Regions from separate parts of the Danio rerio genome. Here region 2 is linked to region 1. The links are chromatin contacts, called in public HiCAR-type maps. All regions are on one chromosome and are shown on one strand. Each heading gives the region's core, a stretch centred on a gene start, on an enhancer-like site or on the middle of the called end of the contact. The rest is flanking DNA. Distances are from core to core; before and after follow the strand shown. Region 1 holds the start of sh3bp4 (SH3-domain binding protein 4). Region 2 holds the start of faima (Fas apoptotic inhibitory molecule a).

The links. HiCAR-type assays count read pairs that join an accessible place to other places.
Region 2: a contact with region 1 is called in a HiCAR-type map of caudal fin, with 7 times the contacts expected there. The contact joins the promoter of faima here to the promoter of sh3bp4 in region 1. A contact is called at or near these places in 2 of 18 Hi-C or Micro-C datasets (caudal fin and hematopoietic stem cells) and 2 of 4 datasets of contacts at active chromatin or transcription factors (caudal fin and embryo).

What each region holds. Positions count from the first base shown.
Region 1 is chr9:24,999,213-25,004,729 of GRCz12tu, forward strand. sh3bp4 (SH3-domain binding protein 4) reads right to left here and starts at 2,350. Exons shown (of 4, transcript NM_001123295.1): 1 at 2,230-2,350; 2 at 1-2,148. The coding sequence starts at 2,350. The region is part of intron 3 of LOC141376122 (a long non-coding RNA gene); the gene reads left to right.
Region 2 is chr9:25,365,287-25,370,803 of GRCz12tu, forward strand. It overlaps faima (Fas apoptotic inhibitory molecule a), which reads left to right and starts at 2,173. Exons shown (of 5, transcript NM_001002583.1): 1 at 2,173-2,280; 2 at 2,755-2,885; 3 at 4,211-4,439. The coding sequence starts at 2,772. ndufa10 (NADH:ubiquinone oxidoreductase subunit A10) reads right to left here and starts at 946. Exons shown (of 10, transcript NM_199578.1): 1 at 820-946; 2 at 276-444. The coding sequence starts at 894.

The sequences.
Region 1 (5,517 bases), core at 1,100-3,599:
TCCGAACCGATGCATAGATGTACGTCAGACACATGCAGGGCTTCAGGATCTGCTCTAAAAGCACTGTAGTCGTAAGATCTGACCCTTTATAATTAACAGGTTTCACTTTTCCCATGATAAGAATGTTTTTTGCATGCACCAACCCAATTCTTCCATGGTAGTATCCGATATACCATTCCTTTGTCCATAGATGTCCTTTCAGTTTGATTTTTTCCTCGCTTACAATAGTCATTACGTCACCTTTGAGATACTCTAGTAAATATAGGCTTTTGGACTGTCTTACAACTGTTTTCAGCAATTTAGCAAATTTCAAGTTTTTGACTAATCTGTCCTGAAATAGGGGATACTTTGTGGTTGCTGCAAGAGGAGAGAGGACTATTTTGTTCACTTCCTTTTTCTTTAGAAAGCGCCTTTGAACAGAACTCCTTGTGCTTGTTTTTGGTAGTGGGGTTGGGGTCTGAACGCAAAATTGGGCCAGAATACAGTCTTTATCATCCTTGACTTGTATTCGCAGTGTAAAGTCTGAAATGTCTGTAGAATCGCGGGCTGCGATCATGTAGACAAGGCGGGCCACTTTGCCAAGTTTGATTTGAAACCCCCTCACGGTTTTGGCCTGTTCATTGGCTCTTATTTCAAAATTGGACATGTTCGAATACATGCCAACCTGAAGATCTTGAGGTTTTGCCATTACAAACTGGTGCTTTCCCCAGAGCTGGAGGACGACAGGTGTAGTTGACTGTGAATGTTTTTTGACGTCACTTACAAGCAATGTCTTCGGGGCACAGTCATGACCAAAAATGGCCACCACTGTCTTGAAAGATGGGTGGATGTGTTTTGGGCCATACACCCCAAGAGTGACCTTTTTTACAACATGTTCCCAGACTGTGTTGTAAGGAGCCACTGTTTGTGCCTGGGCCACCACAGAGACATACATGCAAGGCTCTAAATTGTCCAGGGTCACTTGCACAGTGTCCCCATACATGTATGCATGTGGTATTGGGACGTACGGACCTTCTTTGCAGTCGCTTCTTATGCATACTACCTCTGCAGTTCTGCGGCTCTCGATCTTTACCACAACTGACACCTTCATCTCTAAAGTGACTGGGGTCTTGGTTTCCATGTTACTGAGTTTTATTTCTACCACTGGACTCACAGTAGTGCATCTATCATTGTTGAGCTCTAACGGTGGGTCCAGAAGGGCCTTCAGAGATATCTGTTGAGTCTCTCCTGGTGCAACATGACCCTCAGGGATATGTATGCTGATACTGGTATTTGGTAGCTGCACAGCTCCACCAGAGCTGTCCAGTTTGCAGACTATGTTGGTCTCTATTGGTTGGGTTTGCCCCCATCCTGGGTTTTGTCCAATTGAGTCCAGGTCATGGCAGGATCTCGTAAATTTACGATGATTTAGCCATGCTGTTTTGAAGTCCTCTCTACTTTGAAAATGCTCAGGTTTAGGCGACTTCATGCTGCCAAAATAACTCAAGGAACCTTGATTTCCTTCAGACAGGGACTGCAGGACTGACAGCTCTGACATGCTGTAGCAGCGCTTGTTCTTAAAAAATGGATTGTCTCGGCGAAGATTCACACCTGAGCTCAGGCTAAAACTGTTTGTGTCAAGCAGGCCATTTTCAAAGCCATTTATATTAACAGTGCTACTGGTGTTTGAGATGGGAGGTGAGAAATGATCAAAGCAAAAGGTATTTGCTGAATTTTGGTTGCTGTTTTGGTCAGTGGTGTCTTGCAGTGTGCTGTTTAGGAATGGGTTATTTGACATGCGTTTATTAACAAAAGGATTTTCATGTCTAGATTCTGTGGTTTTGGAGGACATCGTCCAGTCCCCTGAGATGTCCATTTCTTTCACTCCTTCAGAAATGTCACATATGCTGTCAATCATGCCGCTGTCACTGAACGAGGAGTCCCGATAATTGATCGGCTGGACATAAGCAGCTGGGATGTACCCCATCTCCTTGCTGTTGTGTGCATACCACCACTCTCCACCTGATGTGTCTATGACATAAAGACAGTCTCCTTTTGAGAACTTAAGTGTGGTAAAGCTGGACGGGCAGTAATCCTTAATGGCAATCACTTCCCTGGCAGCTCCAAATGAGGCAGTAGCATCCAGTCGTAAAGAACTAGGTGAAGGGACTGTTGATTGATAAATAAACAAATGAATAAAACGATTTCAAAAGTTAACCATGTTTATTGTGTAAAAATGATAAGGGAGACCTTTGACATCTGTGAGGGTGGCCTCTGAAACTCCTTCATTGAGATCGATTAGTGCGCCTTCAGATCTGCAGCGAGGGAGCACAGTGTTGTTGTTCGCTGATCTAATGCGATGAGCAGCCATGGTGTGTATTGCTACCAAACTCCTCCTTTTATCTATGTTTTACCTATGTTTTTCTTTCCATTGTTTAGCTTCTTATCGGCAGATTAGTGGCCTTAAAACAAAGCAAAAGATAATGGTATTATCAGTTAATTCTTCTGAATATTTATGTATGTATGTGTGTATGTATGTATGTGTGTGTGTGTGTATGTTGTTTGGAAAGTTACTTTTAGTATGTAAGTAAGTAATGTGCATTTATAAAGGACGAAAGGACCCTCTTCATGCCCCTACCAGTGTAAAGCGTCCACTAGGATGATGCGATGGCAGCCACAGGACAACAGCGTTAGTGCGCTTACCATACACCAACTATAGGGGGAGTAGAGAGACAAGCTGTGTCTCATTTCAGACGCACTTCAAATGTGAGTCCTTCGACTCAAAAACAGCTGCTGTTAATAAGCACTGATAAAATTTGTAATGATTTTTTTCAAAGTGATTTTAAAACTTATTTTAAGCGATCTGAAGGCAAAACACAATATACAGAAGCTGGAAATATATTTCCTTTGATCCATGCATGTACACTTAAAAATGTAAAATGTCTATAAAATCCCTCTTTAGTAAGACATGTCATACTCTTTTTGTTTTTTAACATGTTTAGATATCTAAGTAAAGTAAACTTAATTTTATAAATTTAAACCAAAGTTTTCTTTTAAAAAACGTCCGGCCATTATCAGCGCACAGTAAATCTTGGGATGTTCGAGGCCTGGAAGGATCCACCTGTAGAGTCCTTACCTGGGAAACGAAGGACACATATGGGGGCTGCATTTGAAGGAGCCTTAGAGTTTTTTTTTAAATGAGACAGCCTTCATCGCGCCACGATGATGCAGCACACTTCAAGCACCCTCTGGAGGATGCAGCCTCTGAAATGAGACACAGCTATAGTGAACCAGTTCGGTGGAGGGGAATGTTTGGGAGGCCATGATTGTGAGGACCGAGGGTTGGAATTTGGCCAGGAAACCAGATTACACCCCTGGGGCCTCATGTATCAACGCTGCGTACGCACAAAAACTTTGCGTACGCCAGATTTCACGCTCAGAATCGCTCACGTTTGGATTTACTAACAATGAACTGAACGTGGGAATGTGCGCAACTTCACGGCAGGTTTCTGGCAGGCGTACGCACATTTTTTGTGCGTGTCTGTTTTATTTCCATTGGCGACTCCTAGAGGCAGTTGTGTTAAATTCTTCTCTACAAAGTGTCTGATCCTTGCAATGGCAGCTGTATGAGACGGGTTCATATAGTAGGTATGTAAGATTTCCATACCACACAGTTGACCAGCTAAACATTAAATCAATTTGCAGCGGTCGCCTGTTTTCCCAATGTAATCTGAGCTATCTACTGCACGCACATTGCTATAAAGACACTATCTGAAGATAAATTTGCATGCGTGAATCAGAAACATTTCCATTCAATAAATGTGCAAATAAAATATGATGCACAAACTTATTAATGATTCCTACTTGTCTTTCTCGTGATAAATAGTGGGCAAAATCTGATATGTAGCGGGAAAAAAAGAAGAAAGAATTCATCAGACGCTGGATTCGAACCGAGTTTGTGCTCGAACGTGTCAGTATATGATCATATGCTTCTTATGAGGTGCGCCACTGAGACTGCTAAGGGTACTGCAACATTTTACAGATATAAACCACACTATTTCTTTTGTAAATGCACTCAGTGCGATGTTCAGACCCAACTGTGTTAACCGTATCAGCTAAACTCTCCCACTCTATTTTTTTCTTTTGTTGTTAATTCCGGAGAACAAACTTGCAAATAACACCGCTTTTCTCCGTTCTACCTCCGAAAGCAGCACCTCCAATTCACATTCTGTTCAAAGTTTCTCTTTTTGTTTGATTTTGCCGTTGCTTTTTCGTTGGGTTTTGCCATTAGCATAGTCATTAGCATATTCATACGGGGGAGGAGGCAGGGAGGGGTTTTGCGCTCGTGCATGTTGCGCTCAGTTTCACGTTCATTCGGATGTACAAAAGAATATGCGTGAGATTCGGCGTACGCAGTGTTTCATACATCTGAAATTTTTTCTGCGTACGCACATTTACAGCTTTGTGCGTACGCAATGTTTTAGTAAGATTTCCACGCAAGTCTTCGTACATGAGGCCCCTGGTCTTTACGAGAAGTGCCAAGGGACTTTTAATGACCATAGAGAATCAGAACCTGAGTTTAACATCTCATCTGAAAGACAATGCTCACTGACAGTATATCGTCCCCCTCACTATACTGGGGCATCAGGACTCATATACAAGCAAGTTGAGCACCCCCTGCTGGCCTCACTAACACCAATAGCACCCTTGTTTTACCATGTGGTCTCCTATCCAGGTACAAACCAGGTGTAGCCCTGCTTTAGTGAATAAGTGGTCTTGGACTGATAAGGCTGTGGCCATAGAAAATTTTGTAATAATTCCAAAGAATTCATCTTTTAGTGAAAGTTGCTTCAAAGATCCATTGTTTTATCTAAAGAACATTCTCCACTGTTTTACCAAATAAAGATTTATTTAGCTTAAATTTTCCAAATCATTGATCTGAGCATTCATTCAACCACAGGTGAGTGATTTAAATAATAGTCGACACTGATAGCTATACATTTTGCATTCAGTGTTAATCAGTTATTTTATGACAGTAAGATGTCATTGCAGAGCTGATAAAACTCTTTTCATATTGGTCTATATCAGACATATTAGGAACATTTAATTTTTATCTATTTTAGTTTCATAAAAATAAATGGACTCACATTTTGCCAGTACTTGTCTTGAAGTAAGGGTGATATAGGCAGAAATATTTGTTCCTGTCCAGGCATGTCTACCATATTCATGACATCCTTTTGAACACAAACAGAATAAAAGGCCCTGGTCTCAATGAAGGTTCACACAGTCAGTTGCTCACACTATGTAGCCTGACATCAAATGCACATGTCTCTCCTCTTTTTGTGTGTCAATAACTATATGTTTGTATTTATTTTATTTTTGTGAAATGACTTATGATTGCTTTAAATATTGTGCAAAGTGGTTGAATTATTCATAAATAAATAGAAGTTGTATCTCAGTGGCTTTAAGTGTGTGATATCCAAGCTTAAGGATCAAACATCACTTGCTTTTAGTAATCAGAAGTAGGATCATGTTTGA
Region 2 (5,517 bases), core at 923-3,422, 370 kb after region 1:
AATGACTAAGAGAAAGAGAAAGAGAGAGAGAGAGAGAGTCATACTCATAACTTATTATATTACGGTGGGGACTCTCATAGACGTAGTTATGTTTTTACTGTACAAACTCGATTTCCTATCCTCTAAATTTAACATTTAAAAAAAAACTCTCTGCATTTTTACCCTAGGTTAACAAGTTCCCATAAGAATGTGTGCATGGGGAAATGATAACAAACACACACACACACACACACACACACACACACACAAACAAAGCGTGTCGTAAACGATCTTACCCAGCTTTTCGGCCAATTCTTGTGCAAGTACTCCTTTTCCAGACGCCAAGTTGCCATCAATGGAAATAATTTTGCTGTTTTCCTTGAAGCGGGAGCTTGCCCTCTCACCCATAACGTAAGCCAACCATCCATAACGCAGGTTTCTGACAGCACTTGTGTGGATTTTAGCCTTTAAAATATAAAATATCTTGTTATTCTTCTCTATCAGGATGTGGTAGTCTGAGGGCGTCAGCTGCTGTACAGTAAGTTATATTAATGCGGGTTCTGACACTGTTAGAGCCGCTTTTGGCAGAACTACAGCCAATCTCAAACACTCATTTGTTGATAAATATATTGTTCATATCTAATAGGATGTCAATAGACATTTATATAATCGTTACAATGATTAAGTAAAGAAATAGACAGATACATCCATGTGACAGCACGAAGTGATTTGCACAGCTGAATTCTGCTGTTGTCCTTCAGTCTGAACTACATTAGGCCTAACGTTAACATAAACGATAAAGCTTTCGCCTGGATAATAGAGGCCGTGTATCAATCTTACCGTTTGTATAGGCGACACAGGTTTCCAAGCTGCTGCACCCGAAGGCACAACTAGCCGAAACAACCGCAACGCCATAGCGAAACTACAAGATTTCTAGCGAGTTCAATGATCCTCAATGTCGACGAAGGATCTCGCGTCGCGGGAGATGTACGTCATCAGTGCGACATGCGGTTGTTTCACATGACAAAAGCCTTCGTAAAATAAAATAAAATAAAATAAAATAAAATAAAATAAAATAAAATAAAATAAACATTCTTAAATAAATACAAAATGTTCAATACGTTTTAATATTTGGAACATTACAGTAACATGCAATGTATAAGCAAATTATGGATAAAGTCAGTTAGCTATTTGAGTTCAAGGTATTCATTTATTCATTTATTTTCTTTTCGGCTTATTCCCTTTATTAATCAGGGGTCGCCACAGCGGGATGAACCGCCAACTTATCCAACATATGTTTAATGCAGTGGATGCCCTTCCAGCTGCAAACCAGCTGGGAAACGCCCATATCATATCATTCACACAATTACACTGCAGTCAGTCTAGCTCACCCAAGGTTCAGGATTATATATATATATATATATATATATATATATATATATATATATATATATATATATATATATATATATATATATATATATATATATATATATATATATATATATATATATATATTAATATAATTATGCTCATGCTGAATAAAAAGCGATTTAATCCCAAAACACCATGGTGAAAGAGCAAAATAATATCTGGTACATGTACAATAGTAAATAAATGATAATATTATCAGAAAAATAATGCAGTATGATAGTTTGAGGCATAATATAAAAACTTTAAGCTATTTTGTTCATAAAACCAACACAAGAGTGAAAATGCAATTGCAATCTAAAATTGGGACAGGGCTGATTTTTCCTGGGAGAAAAAAAATGTAAAGAATGGTGGTAACACCAAATGTTGACATGATTTAGTTATTAGAAGATGATTCGTAAATAAAATCTAATTATTTCATTTTTAAAACATCTTCAGGCTTTGCAGGAAAGTTTTTAAAGTGTTTTGTAGATCTTATCTTCATAAAGTAGGTCTGCTTAATTGATCTAGACGGTAATATTGGGACAGGGCACATGTGTTTGGTCAGTTTATTCTGAGAGTTTGCACAGATTTCATTTTGGTTGAAAAAAAAGTTCAGCAGGCGTGTGGCATGGCCAAGTTTATCTTATTGTCAGTAGATGTCAGTAAAGTTCACGTTGGCGTTTAAATCGGTATAAATGCTGACAGAAGAAGAAAAAGAACCTGTTGCCATAGTAACTGTTGTTAGCTGGAGCAGATTTGTTGTTGGCTAATTTTGAAGCTCTTCGCGTTGATGCTCTCGACGTCAGATGTGTTGATATTTTCTGCCGCGTGGAAAAGCGAATTTAATAAAACCAGAAACGCGCTTTATTGCAGCTCTGATCTGGACCGGTAATTACATGTATTTCTTACCGCTCTGACTCTTGTGTTTTGGATGACCGACAGCTTGTTCAGCTAAACAGATTTAGTGGCTCTGATACATCGCCAGCCATACTTTTTAAAATCGAGATTGTTTTTAACCAATAGATAGTAAGTCATGTAGCGTTAACTAAAAATATTCCCATAAAATTAACGTTTCCAGTATTATTTTCTCCGTAAAGCCGTTTAACGGTCGCCGTTTTGTACGTTAATGGTTTGCATTTATTGATTATCAAACAAATCAAAGAAACCCACTGCTATTGATATGAACACTGACAGCAGATTAAAAACAGTAAAGTCGATTAATCACACATGTCTACTTTTACTAATTACATATTATTTACATTTGCACATTCACGCTCTGCTTTGCTCATGTAATAGTCTGTTCTCGTTTTTCATTTATGTGAGATAATAATTCAATCATGTCTGTGTTCATATCTCTCTGAGGTACTGGAGGACAGAGGATGTCTGGAGATTTGGTAGCTGTGTGGGAAGTGGCTTTGAGTGATGGTGTGCACAGGATTGAATTTGAACATGGCACAACCACAGGAAAAAGAGTTATTTACATTGATGGAAAGGTAACAGACATCTATTTTTACACACATAGCTGACACTCTGGGTAATCTTGTAGAATTGCTGTCTTTCTTGTGTGATTGAATTAATGAAAACATAAAATTAAATAATGGTAATAATACAAAAGCAACACCACCAACAACTAACAATTTGAATAAGTGAGTTGTAGTCAGTCTGTTTGTTAACAAAGTTGTAGAGTTTATTGAAGGAAATTGGTTGTTTATGAATAATTATACAATAAGAAAGTAATTCTATGAATGTTAATGAAATTAATACAAACAGCAGGGGGAAATCTTAGTTGCAGTTGGATGTTGTCTTAGCAATATTAGAATAATTTAAGAAGTGTGTACAATTGTTAGGCATGGGCCGGTATAAGATTCTGACAGTATCATAACCTTGGATAAAAATATCATGGTATGACGGTACTGTGATTACTGCTCTAAAATATATTCTTTTTAAATGTCTGGATAAAAAATAAATAAAATAAAAAAACTTTTTCCCCTTTGAAAACAATATATTCTTTTTTTGAAAGATTTATGATATTTTGGAGCAGTAACCACGTCAGGTTACCACGTCATTGACTTCTGCTGTTTTCAATAGTTTGAAAAACACCGATTTCTTTACAATTTAAATGCCATTTTTAGATTTTTTTTCTGCTTGAGATACTATTCAAAAAAATTTAAATATTAAATCTAAAACATACATTAGGGACGATAGTACAGAAAATTTTGGCGTTATTAAAACCTTGCCTTTTCCAAACCTCAGTGTACCTTAAAAACGGTTATCGTCCCATGCCTAATGTATGTGCTTGTGTGGGTTTCATCTGAGTGCTCCGGTTTCCTCCACAGTCCAAAGACATGTGCTATAGGTAAATTTGGTAAAACTAAACTAAAATTGACTATAGTTAGTAGAACAAGTAGCTTCTTGTCATTTGAATCAATTAAAACATATCTGTGCAGGGAGAATAGTAAGTTCTGCACTTTAAGAATTCATAATGAAAGAGTTGAATAATTATGCACTTTATATCTCAGGACATTAGAGTCAAACTAAATTAAGTGCTATTGAATACTGACTGCATAGTGTTTGGAATTGGATACACAATAATTGTTATGTACTTACATTTTGGTATGTAGTTACACATACATACACTTGCAAGGATTTACTGTACAACTCTATTACGATACTGTAGTAGTTAGGATGACCTAATATAAAGTGTGACCATCAATAGATAATGATTGTGAAAATTATAGTTAAAGTGACAGGAGTATTTCATACTGGTGATTGCAAAATAAGTAAAAGTGCTTCACAGAAATGTTTGGTATTTTCACAGGAAGTCATAAGAAGAGATTGGATGTTCAAACTGGTTGGAAAGGAGACTTTTAATGTGGGTAGTACAGATACAAAGGCCACTATTAACATCGATGCAGTGAGTGGCTTTGCATATGAATACACTCTAGAGATTAATGGACAGAGCCTCAGGAAGTACATGGAGAACCGCTCTAAAGTGACCAGCACATGGCTCCTTAACCTGGACGGCATTGACTGCAGGGTGGTTCTGGGTAAGAAATACCTGCTCACAGCTTCCTCAAATAAACATGATTTGACTTATCTGTGAGTATGTTGTACCTTTTGTTGTTCTTTTGCATTATAGATACTTGCATTTTCAAAAGAGTTTCATCCAAAAAAAATTATTAATTTAAACTGAAATGGTATTAAACATTAACTTGTGAACAGAATAAGTAACATACAGTACAGCTAATCACTGAAATGCTGAAAGCCTTTCCTCACTCAACCTCTGTGACCTGCCACACAGTAGCAGTGATTAGCTTTAGGTTAAATAAAGGTTAAAAAAAGATTACAAATCCCTTTAACTAATTGGTGCTTCGCAAGAGAAGACACCTCTCTTGGAATAAAAACAAGAAGCAAGATTCTGCAATACAGCAGTTTCAGAAACACATTTCTACAGTTTTTTTGTTGAATGAGACAAAAAGTGAGAGTAAATAGTGTTTTAAAGCACTCACTGTTCTGTTGTGTTTTTCTATTATTCGTTTTTAAAAATAAATATTTACTGTTTTAATTATCGATGATGCAAGGACCCTGTTGGACTTATATGCCCTTAAACAACCTCAAAGCCTAGTAAACATTACCACTGTAACCTTACGAAAGGAAGTTATTCTTTTTAATAAGATTTTTTTATCTTATTGTGGCATAATGCTTCTTTATCCAATGTGTGGATGGCTTCATAAAGTGAATAAATGAGTAAATCTGCTTGTGCTATGTATATTATGATAATTAATAAAGGATTATGACAATAGTTTTCAACATCAAGCAACATAACATGTTTTTGCACAGCTAATATAAATAAAGCAGCTGACTCTGTAAACCTTGCAATGTTAAATTTTAAATGGCAATGTCCACTTTTAAGTTAAATGTAAGTTAAAAATGTCATAAAAAATGCAATGATTCCCATACTATGAAATCAATCTAGGGCCATGTATACTTGCAGAATAAAATAATGTTTTGCAAACAAAAAATAAATTATTGAGCAAAAAATAAATGCAAATCTCCAAAAATCGCAAAGCAAAAATAAATATTTGCTAACAAAAAGAAAGAACTGCAAAGGGAAAATTACGTTTT